Linked DNA regions of Sus scrofa: region 1 is linked to region 2. Evidence: chromatin contacts called from public HiChIP or PLAC-seq data. All regions are on one chromosome and are shown on one strand. The core of a region is the stretch at or near the end of the contact, and the rest is flanking DNA. Distances in the headings are between cores, read along the strand shown.

Region 1 (6,104 bases), core at 3,191-5,690, 270 kb after region 2:
TGCTTCTTTCCAAACGAAGAAATTCATTGGTTGCCCAAGGTCATGAGCTAATAGCAGAGCCAAGATTGGAAACCAGGCAGGCAGACTTCAGAGCCTGCGGTCTTACCTCCTGCCAACGGGGCTGCACCTCAGAGCCTGGGAAAGAAAACTGGGTTTAAGGCGGAAGCTCCAAGGGCCTCGGGGACTATGCCTCACCCCCTCCCCACGGTCTCCTGTTCTCTGAGGCTGTTTCCTGATCCTTGTTTTGACCACAAGCAAACCAGACTCCGAGGTGATGGTGGCTGGGGCCCGCCCTGCCCTGGTCTAGACTCGGACGGCCTCTTCCCACCTCCGTCCTTGGGGAGCCCCATGGGAACCACAGGCCTGGCTGCCCCCTCTCCAGACTGTGGGTGTGTGACGGTGGCGGCAGGAGCCTGGCTCTGTCTGGAAGGAGTCCCGTGACCCGCCCGCAGCCTGCCAAGAGGCCCCCTGGGCCGGGCCAGGCAGGCCAGCAGGAAGCAAGGCTTTCCTCCCCCACGTCCGGGGCTCACCGGGACTCGGGGCCAGCTGGGGACAGGGGCCAGCTGGGGACAGTGGCCACGACTCATGTCAGGAGATCCTCTCTGGCCGAGCACCTCTGAGCCTTACCCAAGTGTTCAGATTGATCCCAGGCATGTTGCCCTCCCTCCCTGCATCACGCTGGAGGCCTGGGGCTGGAGCAGGAATACAGGGCGTCTTCACCTGCACTTCAAGTTCACCTCCCAGGAAGCAGGTCACTCCTTTGCCCATGCCTATCGCCAGAGGAGCTGCCTCTAATTTCCTCTGCGGAGGAACAGCGGCTCTCTCCTCCAGCCCCCGGCAGGTTAACCTGGTCTATTTCATTCAAAAACTTGTCCTTTCTGGAGTTCCCATTGTGGTTCAGCGGAAACAAATCTGACTAGGAACCATGAGGTTGCAGGTTCGATCCCTGGCCTCGCTCAGTGGGTTAAGGATGCAGCGTTGCTGTGAGCTGTGGTGTAGGTTGCAGACGGGGGCTTGGATCTGGTGTTGCTGTAGCTGTGGTGTAGGCCGGCAGCTGTAGCTCTGATTCGACCCCTAGCCTGGGAACGTCCCTGTGCTGCGGGTGCGGCCCTAAAAAGATTTTTAAAAAAAGCGAAAACTTGTCCTTTCAGAAAAATGCAACCCCCTTGCTCCAGATTAAGTAAAAATAAAGAGTTGGGGGAGAAGTCAGGGAGCAGCCACAGAGACACAGGCGTGCTCCCTGAGGGCAGACTCCCAGGCCCAGGACCTGAGCTATCACTGGATTCTCCCAGCTCAGTGCCAGGCCTCAGGTGACTTAGCCTTGGGCAGGTGACTTAAGCTCCCTGAACCTTTGTGTCCTTGGCTGTGGTGAGGCCCGGCTATGAGCGTGTCTGGGAAAGCTGCCAGCAGAGCGTCCGGCACAGGCTGGGTGAATCCCAGGTGTGTGTTCCCTGGCCTGTTGTTCTGCCTCGCCTGTGCAGACACCCGGCCACCAGGGCGATTCCCTGGTGACAAGGGGATAGATAGATAGAAAATACCCTCCACCTCCCTGCAGGCTCGAGGTGGCCCTGGCCCCCGGGGCTCTGTCATGGTTGTCTGCAGAGCTGGAGAAGGGGCAGGGTGATTCTTGCCACATCCGGGGTCCTGAAGGCCACCGGCAGGGCTGTTGGGGGGGCACGCGGCAAGAGAGAGGGTCCCGAGAGTGCTGAGTTTGGGGTCTTGGTGTGGCAGAGATGGGGGTGCAGGAGGAGGATGTTATCAGGGATGCTGGACGTTTGCCGTGTCTCGTGGGCTCCTGGGCGGCTGGCTGGTCGAGGCTGAAGAGCTGGTCTAGAGCCCAACGGCAGGAGTGTGGGTTACAGGGGGACTGGGTGGCCCTGGGCAGCCGCTCAAGGAGGAGGGGTGTCAGGTAGTGGGGAGGTGACTGGGCTGGGAGGCTCCTTCCCCAGTGGTGCGTGGGGAGGCCGGGCCCCCGGCTGGGCTGTGATGTGCAGGCCGGGATGGCAGAGAGTCCCAGAGGCACAGAGCCCCGGCCTGGGAGACAGACGCGGTCCCCGAGTTGGCCTCCTAAATGGAACCGGGTTGTGTGAGACCTTCCAGATTAAAACGGGAGTGGTTTTCCTGCCTCAGCCCCCAGGCCCTGGCTCCCTGCCTGCTCCCAGTCTGCTCCCCACGCCCCGCCGCAGAGACCCAGCCAGTGGGATCTCTTCGAGGGCGCCCAGGCAGGGCCCTTCCCGGAACTCCAGCTACCCCGCAACGCGGGGCACAGGCCCGCAGGTGCCCAGACCTTCTCCGTCCCATTCACTCCCCGCTTCTCCTGGCCCAGCCAGGCCCCGTGTCTGGGGCTCCACTGACCCCAGCTGCTCTTCAAGGCCCAGGAGAGGGCCGAGGGGAGCACAGGGTCCAAGCAGGAAGTGTGTGCAGCCCCTACACCCTCAAAATGTGCCTGTCTCCCCGGTCACAGGCCTTGGGTTCTTGGTGGGTGAGGCAGCCAGCGTAGTTCCTGATAACCCAGCTTGATCAGGCTGGCACACGCCACGCTGGACCCGTCCCCGCCCCTCCCCTGACACCACCACCTGCTCTAGCCGCACCCAGCATACCGTGACCTTTCACCCTTCGGTGCCCTCGTTTGGGCCAGTCCTACATCTGGGGTCTTTTCCCACCCACACCCCATCTGTCACTCGCTTCCCAGGAGGTCCCTTGAGCATTCTGCTCTCCCAGGGGCCTCCCCAGACTTGCATAGACGGGGTAGGTGCCCCGGTCCAGGCTGTACTGCTGGGTGGGCGCTATGACCGGGTACCATCCCCGCCAGGCTCTGAGTCCCGGGGAGGAAGCTCACGGTCCCCCTCTCCCCCGGGGTGCTCCGGGCCTGCCGTGGGGCCTGTGCTGGGGAAGCTGTTCAGAGAATGTGGGATGAGTGGATGGATATACAGACAGCTGAGGCCAGAACCACCACAGGGGCGTGGGCGGGCCCTGGAGAGCCTGTTCCCGCAGGTGAGGGTCTGGGCCGCCACGTGGGAGAAGAAGCGTGTCCGCTGGCAGAGGCCACACTGACCCTTGTGCCCCCTTGTCTTCCTCTCGCAGATGAAGATGATGCCAACAGACTCGGGGAGAAGGTGATCCTCCGGGAGCAGGTGAAGGAGCTTTTCAACGAGAAATACGGTCAGTGCGTCTCGGGGGAGGGCAGGGTCGTGGCGGGGGGGTGGGGGGCTGCCTTCCTTGGGGAGAGGAGACCCCTGCCCTCCGCAGCCAGCCTGGCCTCCAGATGCCCCCAGCTGGCCTGCCCGCTCCCTGGGGACATAGTGGCCCTGCCCATGACGGTCGGGAGCTGACCCCTCATTCTCCCATCCAAGAAAGGAGAAAAACCCCCGATCCGCAGTGCACACGGCAAGGACGGCAGTCAGCATTTCTGCTCCTCTAGCGCTGGGCTGTGTGGCAAAGGCCGTGGCCCACAGCCAAGTGCTTGTTCATGCAGACGCTTGTCTGCCCAGCTGTCTCTCAGCCCTGAGATTCCAGGCGGGGGGGAGGTCTGACCCTGCCGTCAGGGGCCTCAGTGTAGGGGGAGGAATTGGCGGTGGAATAATGAGAGGTTCCAGGTCCTGTGCAGAAGGCATCCAGGTGCCAGGGCGGAAGCCAGGATGGTGCAGTTGCTAATACTGTTACCACGGGTTGAGCGTTTTCTAGATGACTGAGAACCAGGCGGTACCAGGTGCTCGCTCTACATGTCCTTTGCGATGAATGTATTAGTATCATCTCCACTTCGTACTGTAGCAGAGAAGACAGTAGGAAAAAGAGAAGAATTGCAGAGGGTGACAGGAAAACAGGCCAATGGAGAAGTGGGGGGAGGAGGCTGCGGCTAAGACGGGAGTCGTCACAGCCCGTCTGGACCAGTGAACAAGAAGGCTCCTTGCAGGAAGGGACTTTTGAGTTTTGTTTTTTTGGTTTGTTTTTGTTTTTCTTTTCGTTTTTGTTCGTTTTGCCTTTTCTAGGGCTGCACCTGCGGCATATGGAGGTTCCCAGGCTGGGGGTCAAATCAGAGCTGTAGCCACCGGCCTACGCCAGAGCCACAGCAACGCGGGATCCGAGCCACATCTGCGACCTACACCACCGCTCACAGCAATGCTGGATCCTTAACCCACTGAGCAAGGCCAGGGACCAAACCCGCAACCTCATGGTTCCTCGTCAGATTCGTTAACCACTGTGCCACGACGGGAACTCCTAGTTTGTTTTGTTTGTTAGGAGCACCCATGGCATGTGGAAGTTCCTGGGCCAGGGACTGACTCTGATCCTTAACCCACTGCACCACAGCAGGAACTCCAGGGACGTTTTCACCAGGACTTGAATGTCAGGAGGGGACAAACATCAGAGAGAAGTTTGCCAGGCGGAGGGAACCGCTCAGGGAGCAGGGCGAAGGCAGGAGGGCCTGGGACCAGGCACGGGAGCTGGTGGGAGGCGGATCCCAATGAGGGAGGAGAGGCGGGCAGGCGGGGGGTTCATTTTGAGACTAACAGGAACTCTGCTCGTGGTTTGCGGTGTCTTTTTCACTTCTTATTTTGGAGTCAGTTTTCAAACATACAAAACCAGAGAGAACAAGGCAGTGACGCACCATGCAACCATCCCCCGCCCCGCTTCTGCACTTACCAGCATTTTGCCAATTTTATTTCATCCATTTCCTCAGGCTCGCTTTGATAGTTTTAGTATTTTAAAACAAACCTAAGGGAGTTCCCGTTGTGGCCCAGCAGATTATGAACCTGACTAGTATCCCTGAGGATGTAGCTTCAATCCCTGGTCTCGCTCAGTGGGTTAAGGATCTGGCGTCGCTGTGAGCTGCGGTGTAGGTCACAGATGTAGCTCAGATCCCCAGTTGCTGCGGCTGTGGCGTAGGTTGGCCGCTGCTGCTCCGATTCGACCCCTAGCCTGGGAACTTCCATATGCCACAGATGCGGCCCCAAAAAAAAAGAATTCGACCACAGCAGAAATTGGCACAATGTTATAAATCAACTATACTTAAAAAAAAAAAAAAAAAATCTGGCTGCAGCAGCTCCAGTCACTGTGGAGGTGCAGGTTTGACCCCCAGCCTGGGAACTTCCATATGACATGGGGTGTGACCATAAGAGGAAAAAAGGAATCTGAGACATCATGTCATTTCATCCATAAATACTTAAGTAAGGACCTTTTTTTGTTTTTTTTAGGGCCGCACCTGCGGCATATGGATGTTCTCAGGCTAGGGGTCTAATCGGAGCTGCAGCTGCCGGGCAGCAACGCCAGATCTGAGCTGCATCTACAACCTTCACCACAGCTCACAGCAATGCCGGATCCTTAACCCACTGAGCAAGGCCAGGGATCGAACCCACAACCTCATGGACACTAGTTGCATTCGTTTCTGCCGCGCCACAACAGGAATTCCCAGGTGTGGTTTTTTTTTTTTTTTTTTTGGCCACACTGGAGGCATGTGAAAGCTCCCAGGCCAGGGATCAAACCTGCATTCTAGCAATGACCTAAGCCACAGCAGTGACAATGCCGGATCCTTAACCCACTGAGCCACCAGGGAACTCCAGGACTTACTTTCCCTGACACAATGTTAGTGGGAGGTCCGGGTGTGCACACTGGGCAGGTGTAAAAGTACCTGTTTCGCTGTCAGTGTTGGGTGTGGGATTTTTAGTTTTGCTAACTGGATGTTTTTTTTAAGGGATGTGTGTGTTGACGTGTGAGCTCTCTGTGGTGTGGTGGCTGCTGCGTGGGGCTGCATCCCCGCCCTTCCCCCAGAGAGCTTGGCTTTGACAGGGTCCCTTGCCCTGACCCCCGTGCCCTCTAGGTGAGGCCCTGGGCCTGAACCGGCCTGTGCTGGTCCCTTACAAACTGATCCGAGACAGCCCCGACGCCGTCGAGGTCACGGGCCTGCCTGATGACATCCCTTTCCGGAACCCCAACACGTATGACATACACCGGCTGGAGAAGATCCTGAGGGCCCGCGAGCATGTCCGCATGGTCATCATCAACCAGCTCCAGTGAGTGTCCCCAGCAGCTGGGGGCGGGGCCGTGGAGGAGGGTGCTGCGGGGATCTGGGGGGGGGAACCCCCAAAGCACGCCCACCCAAGCGTTGG
Region 2 (5,897 bases), core at 1,734-4,233:
TGTCTTATAGCTCTCAGCATATAAGTCTTTCACCTCCTTGGTCAGGTTTATTCCTAAGCATGCGATTTTAAAAGGGATTTTTAAAAATTTGACTTTTTACTTATATATTTACATATTTTTTAGGGCTGTATCTGTGGCACATGGAGGTTCCTAGGCTAGGGGTCAAACTGAGCTGTAGCTGCTGGCCTACACCACAGCTCACAGCAATGCTGGATCCTTAACCCACTGAGCGAGGCCAGGGATTGAACCTGTAACCTCATGGGTACTAGTCAGATTCATTTCCACTGAACCACAATGGGAACTCCTAAAAGGGATTTTTTTTTTTTTTTTTAAAGTCTTTTTGCCTTTTCTAGGGCTGCTCCTGCAGCATATGGAGGTTCCCAGGCTAGGGGTTGAATCAGAGCTATAGCCACCGGCCTACACCACAGCCACTGCAACGAGGGATCCGAGCCGCATCTGCAACCTACACCACAGCTCACGGCAACACCGGATCCTTAACCCACTGAGCAAGGCCAGGGATCAACCTGCAACCTCATGGTTCCTAGTCGGATTCATTAACCACTGAGCCACGATGGGAACTCCATTTTTTTTAATTTAATTTTTTATTTTTTAACTTTTTCTGGTATCTCATTGTTAGCATAAAGAAATGCAACTTACATCTGTATGCTTATCTTGTATATTCTGCTATCTTGGTGAATTTGTCACTTCCAATGGTTTTTGTGTAGTCTTTAGGGTTTTTTATACATAATATGTCATCTATGCAGCTTTTTGAGATGAAAGAAATTAGAGTATGTTGCACGCTGACAAATGACATGAGAGGTTCAAGGCTATGGCTGTGTGAAATTTACACCCTGGATCCCACACAGAGAAGGGTCTGAATACCACAGGTTGGCGTCCACACCGGCGGCCTGATCCCTGTGCTCTAGTAGGTCGAAGTGCAAGGCCAAAGGCAGAGTGAAATTAGGGCCTGATACCCTGGGTCAGGGTCAGGTCCCTTCTCGGGTGTAAGGGAGAGGACGTGGTTTGATGGTCCCGGTTACAGGACACATGCCAGCAAAGGCCACTGCCACCATGCAGAGGGCATTTCTGCACCCAAGGCAGGTCCAAGCAACCCAGACCTCGGCCAGGACCAATGAGCAGTCAGGGTTTCCAAAAAAAAGCAGCTCTTGGAGTATGCTTAAGGCTGCTCGAAGGGCGTGTTCTACACTCCTTGGACCTGCCCATCACTGTGCATCCTCCTCTGACCGGGGCCGGTCACTCAGGGGCTGAGGCGACAGTGTTGGGCCAGGCACACCTCTTCATTAACCCTTTGCCTCTTCTTTGAAGGAGCCCAGGAACCATTTATCATCACCCCCCCAGGATCCCTTCTCCAGAGCTGCTCAACTTCTAGACTCTCCCCAGCTGTTCCTGGAGGACCACCCATCAGGCCACCGGGCACCCAGCCCAGGAGCAGACACTTGCCCAGGAATGGCCCTCTGACCGGCTCCCGTGGGCGGGGCAGGAGCCTGGCACCCAGGGCAGCTGCCACGGTGGTATGATGCCCAGGACTTTAGGCGGTAGCATCTCCTTAACCACACTTAAAATGTACTACATGGGTGTTTATGTCCTTTTTTGCTTTGGATCTTGATCCCAAAATTGCTTACTAATGTCAGTTGCTGGGATTTTTTCGTGATGGATAAGCTTGCACAGTTAACTTATAGAGGTGGGACTGTATGTAACGCTCTGCGCCTCTGGGCAGAGGTCTGTGTCTATCTGGTCTCCTACAAGCATTACAGGTACTAAACGTCAGCAGTTAGGGGAGTCCTGTGTGCCCTTCTTTGTTGACTGATTTCGAGACGCGGCCCTGAGCCATCCTGACGACCCTTGGATGGGAGCGTCTGCTGTGGACGGAGAGCGTGTCGGTTCTGGAGAAAGGCAGGCAGACCCGAGTGGCCCTGAGTGACGTCACCTGGATGCCCTAAATCCTCAGCTGATGGGGCAGAAACGTGACTGTCTCATGTGAAGGGCAGGGGCCCACGTCAGAAACACGAGTCAAAATGCCTCATCCAACCAAAAATGTCTCAATAAACTGTTCCAGTTTAAGAGCAGTGACCCTCCTGTCTCTTCCTCCTGCTTTGTGCAGAACCTTCTAGGAGAATGAAGGTCAGGCCTCTTACAGAACCGGACCCAGAGGCCAGGAGAGAGGGCTGGGGACAGAACTTGGTCCCTGGGTCCAGCCCTCGTTCCAGATGTTGCATCAATACTATTTTTCCCCCCTTTTGTCTGTTTAGGGCCGTACCCATGGCATACAGAGGTGCCCAGGCTAGGGGTTGAATGGGAGCTACAGTTTCGGGCCTGTGGCACAGCAACACAGGATCCGAGCCTCATCTGCAACCTCCACCACAGCTCCCGGCAATGCCAGATCCTTAACCCCCTGAGCAAGGCCAGGGGTTGAACCCACAATCTCATGGTTCCCAGCCGGATTTGTTAACCACTGAGCCACAACGGGAATTCCTCAAAACCGATTTCCCCTAAGAAGGTGTTAATGCTGCACGTTGGGAAATTAGGAGAGACACCCAGAACTCAGCTGCTGGGCCACGTTCTCCCTCCCGCCGAGCAGGCCTGACCTCACGGTGCGGGGAGGACAGCTCAGGCCTGAATGCAGATGCGGCAGGGCTGGGAGGGGCTCCAGGGGGAGGGGTCGCCCCGCTGTCCCTGAGTGTGGGAAGCTGGGGTCTCACCTCCATGACGGGCACACGGCATCCCCTTACCCCACGAGGATCCCGGGGCTCCAGGCAAGCAGAAGACTAAAAAGGCAGCCAAGGCAGTCGGTACAGCTCCCCCACACCCATCTGGAGGACCTTCATTCCCCCCCAATCAAAAGGCGAACCCCCACAGCCGGTCTCCCTGGCGCCTTTCCCTTGGCCGTTCCACAGCGTGCTCTGGGGACGCCTAACCCTGCCTGGGGTTGGCCTCAGAGCAGATGTGGGCACGGGGTAGGGCGCGAGTGGGAATGCGGAAGGAACAGGCTGGCCACGTGCTGGTGAAGCTGTTAAGACAGAGGCTGAGGATGTGAAAGTTCATTCTCTCAGTCTCTGCTTCATGTCTAACTGCTACTTTTTTCAGAATTTTTAAAAATGAAAAAAACGGCACCTTGCCCTGCCACCCCCCCCCCCAAAGGCAAGAGAAACAATTCTACAAATTAATACCAAATTCACTAGGAAATCCTCACACAAAGGACACGCAGCTGCACAGACGGGGGACCTGGCAGGCGCTCCCGGGCCCGTCTGCGCCACCCTCCTCGGCCACTCTGGCCAAGTCCCTTCTGAAGCCCCGGGCAACGCTGAGTAGTCGGTAAATTATAGCAAACCGCACCTCACCTTGTGGAATTGTCCTCTCGGCTTCTAGAAAAATTTACGTTAGCCTGTGCAGCCTGTTACTGAAATCACCCTTCTACCTGCAGGACGCTAGGGACGTGCAGAGAAACAGGAGGCGGCTTTCCTTGTAGCCTGGCACTGCCATGTTACTGCCGGCAAAACTGGACAGTTTTATTAGTAAAATGCCAACATACGCACGGATCAGGAGCTGTGCCCTGGAGGGTCTCAGGGCCTTTCCACGTGGTCACCACAGCATGAGGCTGAGAGAGACGCGCACGGAGCAGTGGGGCTTAGCTGGAAGCAAGGTGAAGGCCAGGAGGCCATACGCCAGGGCTGGTCCCCCGCAATACTTTTTCTGAATGGGAAGGCTGTGAGTTCGGCCTCTCAGCGGCAAAGGCTCCTCCTGCAAGCCCGTCAGCTGGTTCTCTGCTCTAACTGGCCACCGGGGCCACTGTCTTCTGACACAGCCTGGCCAGGAGCCCTGCCATCTGCAAAAGGGAGTTCACGCCTTCTGCTACTCTCATATGAGTGTATCCGATTTCCTGAGGAAAAAAGTCAAATGCAAATCTGGTTATTAAGTGAGGGAGGAGTTTAGTTTTTAAAACCTGAGTGAATGGTTTGCTCAGAACGGATGCCGTGAACTCAAAACTCCAGCTGGATGATCTGAGGTTCAACTTATTTCCTAAAAGGATGCTGAGATTTCTTGGAAAGGTACAGCTAAGAAAAAGAAAAAACAAAAAAAGCCAGACTGGGAGAAAACATTTACAGATTTTTTTTTTTTTTAATCTTTTTAGGGCCACACTTGGGGCATCTGGAAGTTCTCAGGCTAGGGGTCAAATCAGAGCTGTAACCATCGGCCTACACTACAGCCATAGCAACAACAGATCCAAGCCACATCTGCGACCTATACCACGGCTCATGGCAATTCTGGATCCTTACCCTACTGAGTGAGGCGAGGGATTGAACCTGCATCCTTATGGATACTAATTAGATTCTTAGCCCACTAAGCCACAAGGGGAACTCTAAGAGACAATATAAAACACCTGTCTAGAGTTCCCGCCGTGGCACAGCGGAAATGAATCCGACTAGGAACCATGAGGTTTCAGGTTTTTGATCCCTGGCCTCACTCAGTAGGTTAAGGATCCGGTGTTACCGTGAGCTATGGTGTAGGTTGCAGAGATGGCTCGGATCTGGTGTGGCTGTGGCATAGGCTGGCCTCAATTTGCCCCCGTGCCCTGGGAACCTCCATGTGTCATGGGTGTGGCCCTAAAAAGAGAGGAAAAAAAAGGAATACTCAAAACTCAAGAACCCAATCCAATTTAAAAATGGGTAGACTTGGAATTCCCTTGTGGCACAGTTGGGTTAAGGATGCAGTATTGTCACTGCAGGGGCCCAGATTCAATCCCTGGCCCAGGAACTTCCACACACCATGGGTGTGGCCAAAAAAAAAAAAAAAAAAAAAAAAGAAAGGATAAAACAAATAACTACCCCTCTGATGAGGAGAGTCACTCTGAGGGACACCAGGTCACTGCCTGGCAAGACTGGTTTAAACACTTACTGATCATCTTCCAGGCGCCTGGAAGTAAAACAGAAAAACAGAGCAAACCACAGCGTGGCCCACATTCTTGAGGAGAGAGACACTGCTTGTCGCTCACTGACCTTAATAAACTCCAGTTTCAAGTATTCTGCCATCTGGAAGGTTTTACACACTCGAAAAATGTTGCCAATGATGTCTTCCGGGGAATAGCCAAGATGCCACAGGTGAGCGAGGATCTGGGCAAAAGGAAACACACGGGGCTGTGTCACACGGTAAAGGACAGGGACGCTGGGGGATCTTCCCAGCAGGCAGAGATGACACCACAAACAGATTAAACCACTGCAAGATCATCTCCTACTCTGCACTCTAACACCCTTAGCTAAGGCGTCAAATACACTACTTTTTTTTTTGCTTTTGCTTTTTAGGGCCGCACCCGCAGCATATGGTTTCCTGGCTAGGGGTCCAATCAGAGCTCCAGCTGCCAGCCTATACCACAGCCACAGCAATGCCTGATCCGAGCCACATCTGCGACCTACACCACAGCTCAAGGCAATGCTGGAATCTTAACCTACTGAGTGAGGCCAGGGATCGAACCTGCATCCTCATGGATACTAGTCGGGTTTGTTAAGGGCTAAGCCACTACGGGAACTCCTTAAAAGCACACCATTAATCGTCCCCTACAGTACCTGTGTAAGTGTCAGCTGTGCTCTGCCCAGCGGCCCCTCACGACACACAGCCCCTGCACGATTAGCCCTGCAGTGATGACCGCAGTGGTCCCTGCCTCCTGCCTTCTCAACCCCAGCCCAGCTCCAACCCTCAGCCGCCCAACTCCGATAGCAGACTCTGGGGGGCGGGGGTTGCTTGTGCCTTTGCTTGGCTTCCTTCAGGCCGAGTACCCTGTCCCCGGTTTCATGTGAGGTCTGGCCCTGTCCTAAACCCAGTCAACTCCTAGCTTAGTTTGGTGGCGGGAGGGGGAGGGCATGGGCTGTGATCAGACCAACAGC

Evidence for each region. HiChIP or PLAC-seq counts read pairs in DNA pulled down with a chosen protein or histone mark.
Region 1: an H3K27ac HiChIP or PLAC-seq map of alveolar macrophages shows a contact between it and region 2. The contact joins two enhancer-like sites. A contact is called at or near these places in 1 of 47 Hi-C or Micro-C datasets (liver) and 1 of 2 datasets of contacts at active chromatin or transcription factors (alveolar macrophages).

The regions. Positions count from the first base shown.
Region 1 is chr3:11,640,956-11,647,059 of Sscrofa11.1, forward strand. GTF2IRD1 (general transcription factor II-I repeat domain-containing protein 1) reads left to right here. Exons shown (of 26, transcript XM_021086345.1): 23 at 3,085-3,162; 24 at 5,816-6,008. It overlaps LOC106509666 (a long non-coding RNA gene), which reads right to left and starts at 942. Exons shown (of 4, transcript XR_002342328.1): 1 at 1-942. Within about 2 kb of position 4,441, at least 14 of the 83 cell types and tissues checked have an H3K27ac peak or open chromatin away from gene starts, as enhancers often do. A contact at or near this core is called in alveolar macrophages, where this site is marked.
Region 2 is chr3:11,370,013-11,375,909 of Sscrofa11.1, forward strand. It overlaps LAT2 (linker for activation of T-cells family member 2), which reads left to right. Exons shown (of 13, transcript NM_001243411.1): 13 at 1,327-2,084. RFC2 (replication factor C subunit 2) reads right to left here. Exons shown (of 11, transcript XM_021086337.1): 10 at 5,016-5,129; 11 at 3,477-3,898. The coding sequence ends at 3,788. Among named protein-coding and RNA genes, the nearest start is that of LAT2, 19 kb to the left of the region's middle. Within about 2 kb of position 2,984, at least 5 of the 83 cell types and tissues checked have an H3K27ac peak or open chromatin away from gene starts, as enhancers often do. A contact at or near this core is called in alveolar macrophages, where this site is marked.